2 separate regions of the Xenopus laevis genome follow, and region 1 is linked to region 2. The links are chromatin contacts, called in public Hi-C maps. All regions are on one chromosome and are shown on one strand. Each heading gives the region's core, a stretch centred on a gene start, on an enhancer-like site or on the middle of the called end of the contact. The rest is flanking DNA. Distances are from core to core; before and after follow the strand shown. Region 1 has its middle 45 kb from the start of LOC108697577. Region 2 overlaps cdon.S (cell adhesion molecule-related/down-regulated by oncogenes-like).

Region 1 (5,076 bases), core at 1,392-3,891, 280 kb before region 2:
GTTAACTAGAAAGCATTATGAGATGGGACATCCCACAGACTCTGTTTTAATAACCAAATATGAAAAACAGCTAATGCAAGGAATAGCTACACAAAACTACATTTGTGCCTATGTACCCAGAATCCTTTTCCACTGCAAAAGTATATTTCCTTATGAACATTTCAAAAGAACATCTTGACAATTTAACAGGAAAATTCCTGCTGTCATATCCGATTTTCGCTAACACTAGCTACAGTATATTAAAACCATACAAAAGTCTGTTTTTGGTTAATAAATCGCCTTTCACAGATATGTAATATCACACGGTTTTTCAGACGACTCTGTGTGACATTTTTAAAATCATATATGCACTTTAATTTAGAGACACTTCCTACTTTGTTTCAGAGACATCAATCTTCCTTTCAGTTGCCAAAAGAAGATATATATATATACACACACACATAACTTATCCCCTTTACTAAGCAGAAATTCAACAAGAGCTTTTTAGACTGTATTGGCTCTTTAAAAATGGCCTTTTTGCCTCAATTTTATTTTATAATTTGAGAGACATCCAGACATTACATCACAGCTATTACTGGAACTTATAGTTAGTTTCTAAAAGAATTGCCTCACTGATAAGTATGCTCATAAATCTCCCCTCTGTTAAAATAGGAACCTTTTAGTCTTCAAACTGGAAATTGAATTCCACAGAAAATAGATAAGGAGACAGACCTAATGCAATAACATTCCTTTAAAACAAATCAGTCAATTGATTGAACCAGAATATAGGGTATTGAACAGAAATGGAAATTTAGAAACACAATTCCTTAAGTACACAAATGCCGTTCGGATTGTAGAAGTGTCTTTTGAACCACGGCTTAGACATGTATGAAGTGTGACATTAAACAGAAATGAATAAAAAAAATTGATAAAGTTGGGAAAAAGTGAATAGATGGTTCCATAGTACACTGATTCATAATCCATCCTACATAAATCCATTAAAAAATAAATAAGATACATGAACAAAAAACCTATATGAGGATTTCTCATCTTTCACGTGCCATTGTTGTCATGTCTGTAATCTTTAAATCTTCAGAGGCAGCACCTTAAACATGTTCTCGAATCTGTTTACCACCCATGTTGACATCATAAGCTTCCGGTGGATCCAGAGATTAGCCTAGAAGTGGGGTTAATCATGCATTGTGTCAGTATGAGTGATATATAAACAGATATTACATAAATATGAGGTAAGGCTTTGATTCCATTTAAACTACATGTCATGCCTAAAAGCTTTCCCTGACTCTACAAGTGTGGCAGAAGAGAATGCATATTACATAAGAATAGTCTATTGCATAGAATTCTTAATGAATCAGATGAAAATTGAGCATAGGTCTGGCCAGATATGGGATAAATGTTACATAGTTAGCCAGCTTAAATATATTGCAATATATGGACAAACAATCCCTGTTTTGTTTAAAGGGTAAGGCATTTTTCAGTAGCAGTATGCACAAAATGTCTCTGTCTTAAATATATTGATAATGGGTTGAGTGCAGAGGACTCTTGTATTTGTCTATATGTATTTTGTGGTCACAGCCTCATTGCACCCCCGTCTAATGTTTTTAAAAATTAGTGGTGAGCACAACTTTCCCTTGTTTGTCATATATGATGTAACCAGCCTTTATAAATGTATTTCACACAAGAAGTTTGAATTTGGTCTGAAGGAAGTAAAGAACATTTAGGACATCTTTTGGCCAGAAGAGGCTAGCAATGGGGATTGATAATTCAATTCAATGTTCATCGCTGCTGCTAAGGTGCACGGCACTAACCCCCACTGAAAGTGAACACTTTTAAATTCTGAAAGCAAATGAACATATATCGAAGAACTGGCACTTTTATCAGTTTTGATAATTATTTATAAGGATTTGCTGAAAGAGTTTCTGTGTGTATGTATTGATAATAAGGTGTTTAGCAGGTCCCTTATTTGCACTCTTAACACATTTACTTTATAAGGCTGCCTAGCTGAATACATAGTGCCGCTTTATGCATATTGCATACATTTTTCCAGTGACTCCATGATGTCAGCTCCTCATATATGATCTAGTCACTGCTTCTAAGGTTTTCCAGAGACATGTTTAATTACAGTTGAAAAGTAATAGCACTGAATGCTGACTGTGAATAGGCTACTGTATCTCCAGCTTGAATGTGTAGCACATTACCATGTAGTTCTTTGTTGTTGATTTGTTTAAATACAAATGCAAGGTACTGTATTTCATGGGTTTAAAATCCCTGTTAGCTCTCTTAGCCTACCAGTAATAAAATCGTTTTCTTCAAAAGGCTTTCTATGCAAGAAGGAATTAAGAGTACAAGGAGTTAAGAAAGTATAAATGTTTGTCCTTCTCATGTCCCAAACTGCAGATCTTCTAATGATCCTTGTCACTGCTGGTACTGCTCTCTAAAGAACCTGGATATGATTAGCCATTTCACACTGTTATGCAAATGGAAGCTCCCCATGGATCCTTGCAACAATATTAATGTGTGTGTTAGAGAGGGCCAAAGTGCAGCACATCTGCATGATAAAAGAAATCCATGTGCTCAGCCTCTGCCTTTGAATGCAATGACCTGAGACAAGGACCCTTTTATTTTATGTTTATGGTCTCCCACCTCATTCTTTAGGGATTAAACACAAGGTTTGACAGCCCCTGGGGGACATAAGCATAGGGATGTCAGTGCGAGAGAAGGCAAGAATTTCTTAGCCACTGAAAACATTTGGGGACTACTTCATTTACCAACAATCAAGATGATTTTAGAGATATGTCCTCTATTGTCTAAACAAATCTCCAAACTATTCGCTTGAAATGAATATTAAAACTCTCCGATCTTAGTTTATTAATGCTGTGGTAACCAGGGATATTAACCCCAGATGATAGATTCATAATCAGAGGCAACTGGTGGATTTGAGTGATGGCTTTTAGCTAGAGGCACTTGTGATGTCCAGGGACTAACAATTAGGATGTCCTGGAATGTCTTTTCTGCTCCTTCTGTGTAGAAAGCCATCTGGAAACTCTGCCCCTAAAAGCATAGTGCAAACAACAGGGGAACCTGAAGTTCTACCTTCCATGAACTCACAATTACTAGTGCACATATCTTTGCTGATTCTACTGCTACAGGTGCAATAAAAAGTACAGTAAATATAACTGTACTACAGGCATTGGGGCAAAGTAACTAAAGGGTGAATTTTTGCCAGCGAACAATCCGCCACACTTCCCGCCACTTGGTCAGCCACAAAATCGTTACCACTATGGTAATTCACTAAAATGTGAAGCTCCATCTCAGCAGCCGAACGCTGGCGACGTTTGCTAGCATTAATTCATCAGCGATAGCATTTTATAGCAATCTTTTGCTAGAGTTCAATTCTGCCTAACAAAACTTAGTTACTACTCTTACGCTTAGATCACAAAAATAAATATAGTTCACTTGTAATTAATGTTCACTCACTTGTACAGGTATGGGACCTGTTATCCAGAATGCTCGGGACCTGGGGTTTTCCAGATAACAGATCTTTCTGTAATTTGGATCTTCATGTCTTAAGTCTACTAGAACATCATTTAAACATTAAATAAACCCAATAGGCTGGTTTTCCTGGGACACCACATGTGGGAGGAAGGTAGAACACTGAGGACTGTGGTTTCGTTACTACGTTTAACTGTCTTGTAAGGAGAGCTAACTTTGCTATAAAACCAACAAATCCTCAGTGCCTTAGAGATTAAAGAGAATACCGTATATACTCGCGTATAAGCCGAGATTTTCAGCACCGAAAATGTGCTTGAAAATCCTACCTCGGGTTATACGCGGGTCAGCTTGAAGTAGCCGGAAGAGCAGCGAGGAGAGAACAGCGCTAGGAGGCGTCGCGGTCTGTGGGAGGTATAACAATAAGTGGGAGGGGAGGAGGAGCAGGAAGTGAATACGCGCTAGGCTCAGGTAGCGGCTGCAGTGAGGAGGTGCCAGTCTTTCCCAGGCTGCAGTGCGCACCAGCGGGAGGAGGGAGAATAGAACAGTCGGGTCGCCGTCGTTTCCCTCGCCATGTTGTATACCGGTAATTTGAAAAGCAGTATCTTGTTGGTTCTCTAATATTTCATGTTCCTCAGGAAATCTTAGTTGAAGATGTTTCTCTTCTCATTTACTGTATGTGTAGCTCATTAATTAATCATGACTGCAGCAGAGCTGCTAGCTGATGAACAGCAGAAAGAGCTATTTCTTTGCTGTGCCTGAATACAGCAGTTTAATGAAGAAATAAACAAAGAATAACAATGTTGTGCCTGCCATAGAAATGTGCTAATGAATCCAAAATGGTTGCCATATGACTTATATCTGCATTCTCTTGCTTTAGTTGCTATGTGAACCATAAGCTGTATGTAATAATTAGTAGTGGTTGACAACTTGAACAGACACAGCTGTAGGAACAATGTATTTGTATGGAGAGGCCATGCCTCATGTCTGCAACCTGTGGCTCCTCCTCAACTACAACTCTCGCTCTTCCCCGCATCATGGCTTGATTTTTAACATTAAACCGACTGTTTGATATTTCTGAGACTTTTCTGAGTTGTGTCTAGGCTTATACGCGAGTCAATACGTTTTTCTGGTTTTCATAGGTAAAATTAGGTACCTCGGCTTATACGCGGGTCGGCTTATACACGAGTATATACGGTAAAAGGAATGAAAGCTGTGCTAGTAGCGCTACAATTCCATTAAATATCTCTGGATCCGAGATTCAATTAAAGTTTAAAAAAGGTAAGATTTCAATAATAAGCTTTTTTTAAAAAAAAAAGGTTTGAAGGCTGCCCACGTGTGGTGTCCCAGGGCTTAGAACAACGCAGCCAGTTTCTTCGGGACAACTCCACCTCTATACTATTTTCTAATTTCTAACTTTTATTCATGAAGTGCTGATGCTTTATTTTCAATTGTTTGATACCATGAACTCACTTTAAAATTATAAATACAGCACTAGCACCTTATTTAATTCATATAAGAACCATAAACTTTTAGATTATTCATCAGTTGTGTGTAGATACATTTTATTGAAAGTTACAGCACCTCATT
Region 2 (5,257 bases), core at 24-2,523:
AACCACCTTCAGTTTCCCAAAAAACTGAGGATCAGTCCTTAAGGGCAGGCAGCAATGTAAGATTTAGCTGTGAATCACGTGGTAACCCTACTCCAAATATAACTTGGTTTCACAACGCTGTTCAAATCAAACCATCAACACGTCACCATATATCTGGAAACAAAATACGCATCACTGGTATTTTTGGCGAGGATTCTGGGATTTATCAGTGCTTTGTAAATAATGGAGTTGGTTCAGCACAAGTCTCGCAAAGGCTTACCATTACATCTGGTAAGAGCAGCTAATGACTATCTATGTATTGTAGTATATGTACATAAGGAACTATGTTGCTTTCCATGTGTGGGTAAAACGTTATAGTTGATTCAATGCATAGGTCACGCCATAACAAAGATATTTTTATATCCAATATTAATGTATATTGCTAACTTTCAGATAAACATTATACCTTTACAACATAGAAGCAGAATACTGCCTATGTGACACCCAAATGATTTGTCGTGTTATTGTGCAACAATCTAAAGGACAGAAAAACTATACTCATTATTCAGCGCTCACTTTCTGCACATGGATATACCTTTCAACACATATAGCATGTTACTGAAACTAAGAGGCAGATTTATCAAAGTGTGAAATTACAGTTTACCACAGTAATATTCTGCAATTCTCTGTTCATTCCTGTGAGATTTTAAGAGGCGTATTGATAAATGGACGGAAGTTAGAGTTGACAATTTGATAAATACACCTCTAAAAATCTCATAGGAATGTACAAAAAGTGAACTTTAATTATAAATATAGATAAATCTGCCCTTAAGTGTTAATGGGAGACATATTTGACTAATTCAGCTTGGGCACAATTATGCCAACAATTTTGGTAGTTTAAATCATCAACTGATGATTTCCATGGTTATGTGGATGATTACTGGCAGCAGGTCCCCCAAATATTCTCTTCACAATAATAAAGACATTGCAGGCTTTAGCCAGTCTATGGTGTTTTCTTATAATTAATACATTTTGGCCAAATTGCTTGCTGTATTCATGTGTAGTGCTTGAATACTATTGCTATTATAACTTGGATATCTGGCAGAATTTAACAAAGCCTGTGTAATTTGCAGATATTTGGTCCAAACCAGTAATCTTGTCACCACCCACTAGCATCAGAGTGGCAAATGGCGATTTAGTTACACTGACTTGTAATGCCACTGGGATTCCTACACCAACCATCCGCTGGCATGACAACCATGGACCTATCAGCAGTCACCCTTCTCAGGTCCTGCGCTCCAAATCCCGGAAAGCATTATTGTCAAAGATTGGAACCACTGTTCTACATCAGGATCCTGTACACTATACCATGTCACAAGCTGGTTCCAGCTCTTTGTACATCAGAGACATCACTGTGCAGCATGCTGGGACATATACATGTGAAGCGACAAATGAATTTGGCTCGGCACATGCCGATGCTTACCTGACAGTTGGTAGGTACCAAGACAGATAATTAAGCAGACTCTCATTTTCATATATTTATGTAATTTTAAGATGCTTTTTAATAAAATTACTGTTCCTCTTAAATAAGCTATTATTTGGGATATTAAAAACTGAGCTACCAAGATAATTATTTCTTATAAAGGGGTTTTTTACCTTTGAGATAACTTTTAGTATGATATAGAGAGTGATATTCTGAGACAATATGCAATTGGTTTTCATTTTTATTATTTAAGGTTTTTGAGTTATTTTGCTTTCTATTCAGCTCAGCTGTTCTTTAATTTGCATTCTAAGCAATCTGGTAGCTTGGGTCCAAAGTATCCTAGCAACCATGCATTTATTTGAATAAGAGACTGCAATAGGAATAGGAGAGGGCCTGAATAGAAAGAGGAGTAGTAAAAATTAGCAATAACAATACATTTGTAGCCTTACAGAGCATTTGTTTTTTAGAAGGGGTCAGTAAAGCCCATTTGAAAGCTGAAAAGAGTCAGAAGAAAAAGGCAAAAAAAACTATAAAAAAACAAACAAATAATGAAAACCAACTGAAAATTAGCTTAGACTTGACCATTCTATAACGTACTAAAAGTTACCTCAAAGGTGAACCACCCCTTTAAGTCACACACGTAAATTTTCAAACTCAGAATTCTTCACCAATGAATGTTTGATGTAATTATGGATAATCACAATTTTATAAACAGAGAGGTAGCCTTTTTTTTGCCTTTTTTCTATTAAGTTTTTGTAGAATGTTTATTATTCCTGCTCACCTTTCAAGCTTTTGCAGGAAGTCATATGGTGTTACAATGTGGTTTGCTTTTTCTTTTTAAATCTTACTAAAGATATTCAGTTGAGTTGATGTGTGGTGACTATGGAAAAGAAAAGCCATGTAAGTTAGCACTACTTGCTCGTCTTTGGACTTCAGATAAGGTTGGCAAAGGTTTAACTATTTATCTGTAGTTAAAAATAAAAGCGCAAAGAGACAATGGACCACTTTCTCAAGGACTCCGATCCGCTTTACTAGAAGTCCTTGAGAAAGCGAATCGGAGTCCGCGAAACGCGTTGGATAAGAGCGAGGAGTCCGTCTGTTTGTTCAAAACTACTCCAAAAACAAGTGTGAATTGAGAGAGCTCGAAATCTGGACCACAGAGGGACTGATTGCCGGCACGGGACTGGTTCTGAGCACTTAACACACACGGAGTGGGACAGAGAGCGAAACACACGGACATATAAGAAATTTATATGCGATACTAATTTTTTTATCCTGTGAGTGGAATTTTGTATGCGGGGATATGTTAAACTACAACTAAATACTGCACTTAGAAAAGATCCCTTGTCTCTTTGCACTGTTATTTTTAACTACAGATTTCTATTTATTTGAAGCGGGAGTACTCCATTACCAAAAGCTGCAGAGCGGGGAATTGAATATTATTGAAACAAACGGTGATACCTACTAACCTCCTCTCCAGGAGCGCCGCGGGGGTTATTTATCTGTAGGTGTTTTGCCAGGTTAAACCTAAAAACCTATACATCCTATATAATTAGCAGGTTGTCACTTTGCTTACGGACGTTCTATCTCATACATTGGTAGGAAAAGGTTTAATGCATATTTTGGGTTGTTGCTTGTTGGAAGATTAATCCATTTCCTCAAAACCTTAACAAAGGGGATTGGCAATCTCTGCAGAATAGACTTTTAGTCACTGTTATGCTGAACTCAAAAATAGACGGTATATTGTGACTATCATGTAGTTTTTATGCATTGCTGCTTTAACTAGAAATTCTTTGTTGTTGATATTTTGCTGTTTCTTTCCCATGAAGTTAGCTTTTGGCTATACTATAGAACCTGAGAAAGGTCAGTTTTGTTCAGATGGCTTTCAATGTTGGATTCCGTTTTGTCTCTTAAAAACTGTTGACTGATCAGTTTCACTGGTGCAATGGTAACATATAATAAATCCACCTCTTAATATTTCCAAAATGTTAAAAATGGAGGTATTGTGTAAACTTTATCTAATAAGCACACATTTTTTTGTAAAATTCAGAATTATGCATGTTTTTTCTGATTATATAAAGTCATCTTCAGTGGGCTTCACATAGGAGCACTGTAGAAAAAACATTTATTCCTGTTATTTGTTTCTTATCATAATTAGAAAGTAGGAATAGTCTAACCCCTTTTCACCTTTGTTCTGAAGGAATTAGGTTTTTTCACTGCATTCCCAACTGCTTGTTCTTATATAAATATATGGTTTTTAAACATGCTTTTTACAGGCCTAAAATGATCATGAACAACTTCAGCCTTTAAATATCCATTTATTTCTAGCATGCAGGTCTCACAATTGTAGCTTTTAGTTCTTTCCCTCATGGAAAAGTTTAATTCTCCGCTTTCTGAAGCTGCTTTCATAATGTTTTTTTTAAGCCATTCTGTTTGTTGTTCATGTTAAATGCGCTTTCAAGCATTTATGGGAAAAGGTTAGATTAATGCTTAGTTTCTCTTTGCTTTTGTAAATCATATGGGTCTTTCTGGTAACCAGAACACACATTAATATAATATTAATATATAATAAAAAGAATCACAATGCATTCAACAGTCCAAAAGAAATTAGAATAAACATGGGGCAGCTTCTTCTGTTTTTTAACTTGAAACTTGTATTTGCTTTTTGTGGTGTAGAGGAATGTGCAGCTTGTTGATTTGGTGCCAGATATTTTGATAGCAGAGCTTTCTGCTCATATTAATTATGTGAGATGCCGTGTAAGAGTTGGGTTTCACTTGGTCACATAGTGTGCTCAAATGGTCCGTTTAGATAGGTTAGGTTTTTTGACAGCAGCGAGCGGAGACTATCCTCTTGTATCATCAGTTGCTTTTTCTTAAAGAGGAAGGTAGGCCTATGTTTATTTGCTTTTGTAAATGGTCCATATATTATATTTTGCATCTTGAATAAATCAAAAGTCATAGACTTGTAGGGGCAGATTTATCAAAGTGTGAATTTAGAGCTCACCACAATAAAACTCACTCACTTTCTATTCATTCCTGAATATTTATCAAATGGTGAACTCCATTGATAAATAGGATTCTCAAAATACCATAGGTTTGTATAGAACGTGGGTGAGTTTTCCTGTGGTGCGTTCCAATCTTACATTTTAATAAATCTGCTCCATTAAGTAGCACAAGAGCAATTACATTTGTACCATGGCATGGAATTATTAACATCTGCTCAATACTAGAACTAGAACATTTTGGTATACAATAGAACTGAGAAAGTACCAAACTTGAGGCAGCCTAATCTCTAGTCTAAAATTTGCTCTGCACATCCCTTATCTCATAACAAAATTCATCTCATAGTAACCTGCTCAGTTTCTAGGTCAATTTGCTGATGCATCATGTAGGCCAGAACATGGTACATAGAATACGGTTGAGAGATGAGCGACATCTGTTGCAATCATTTTTACTCTTTACACAAATGATTGGAACAATTGAAAATCAGCCATCCAATGTGTGACCCATGGCATGTACTCCATTGTATCCATTGGGCCTGTGGGCCAGTAAGTTGGAGAGTGTACCAGATCAACCAACATATGGCTGCTTTAACTAGTCTTTAGGTTTTCAGTCCCACAGTTTGGAAACCACTGCTTTGAATAGTAAAGTAAACAGCCTTTGTGGCACAGTGGCACACAATACAAATGCAATCTATAATTTTGTGTTAACTTATCCCACAGTTCCTTATGAAATGAGCACCAAACCTGAAGACATCACTCCACTAGATCTGACTCAAAGTGATGAGGGAGACTA

Evidence for each region. Hi-C and Micro-C count contacts between places; a contact is called where the count stands out from the background.
Region 1: a Hi-C map of the XTC cell line shows a contact between it and region 2, with 4 times the contacts expected there. The contact joins two enhancer-like sites. A contact is called at or near these places in 2 of 4 Hi-C or Micro-C datasets (the XL177 cell line and the XTC cell line).

Annotation. Positions count from the first base shown.
Region 1 is chr7S:61,868,371-61,873,446 of Xenopus_laevis_v10.1, reverse strand. No RefSeq gene overlaps it. Among protein-coding and RNA genes, the nearest start is that of LOC108697577, 45 kb to the left of the region's middle. Within about 2 kb of position 2,641, at least 2 of the 7 cell types and tissues checked have an H3K27ac peak or open chromatin away from gene starts, as enhancers often do.
Region 2 is chr7S:61,587,762-61,593,018 of Xenopus_laevis_v10.1, reverse strand. cdon.S (cell adhesion molecule-related/down-regulated by oncogenes-like) reads left to right here. Exons shown (of 21, transcript XM_041571311.1): 8 at 1-270; 9 at 1,113-1,472; 10 at 5,185-5,257. Among protein-coding and RNA genes, the nearest start is that of LOC121396681, 100 kb to the right of the region's middle. Within about 2 kb of position 1,273, at least 1 of the 7 cell types and tissues checked has an H3K27ac peak or open chromatin away from gene starts, as enhancers often do.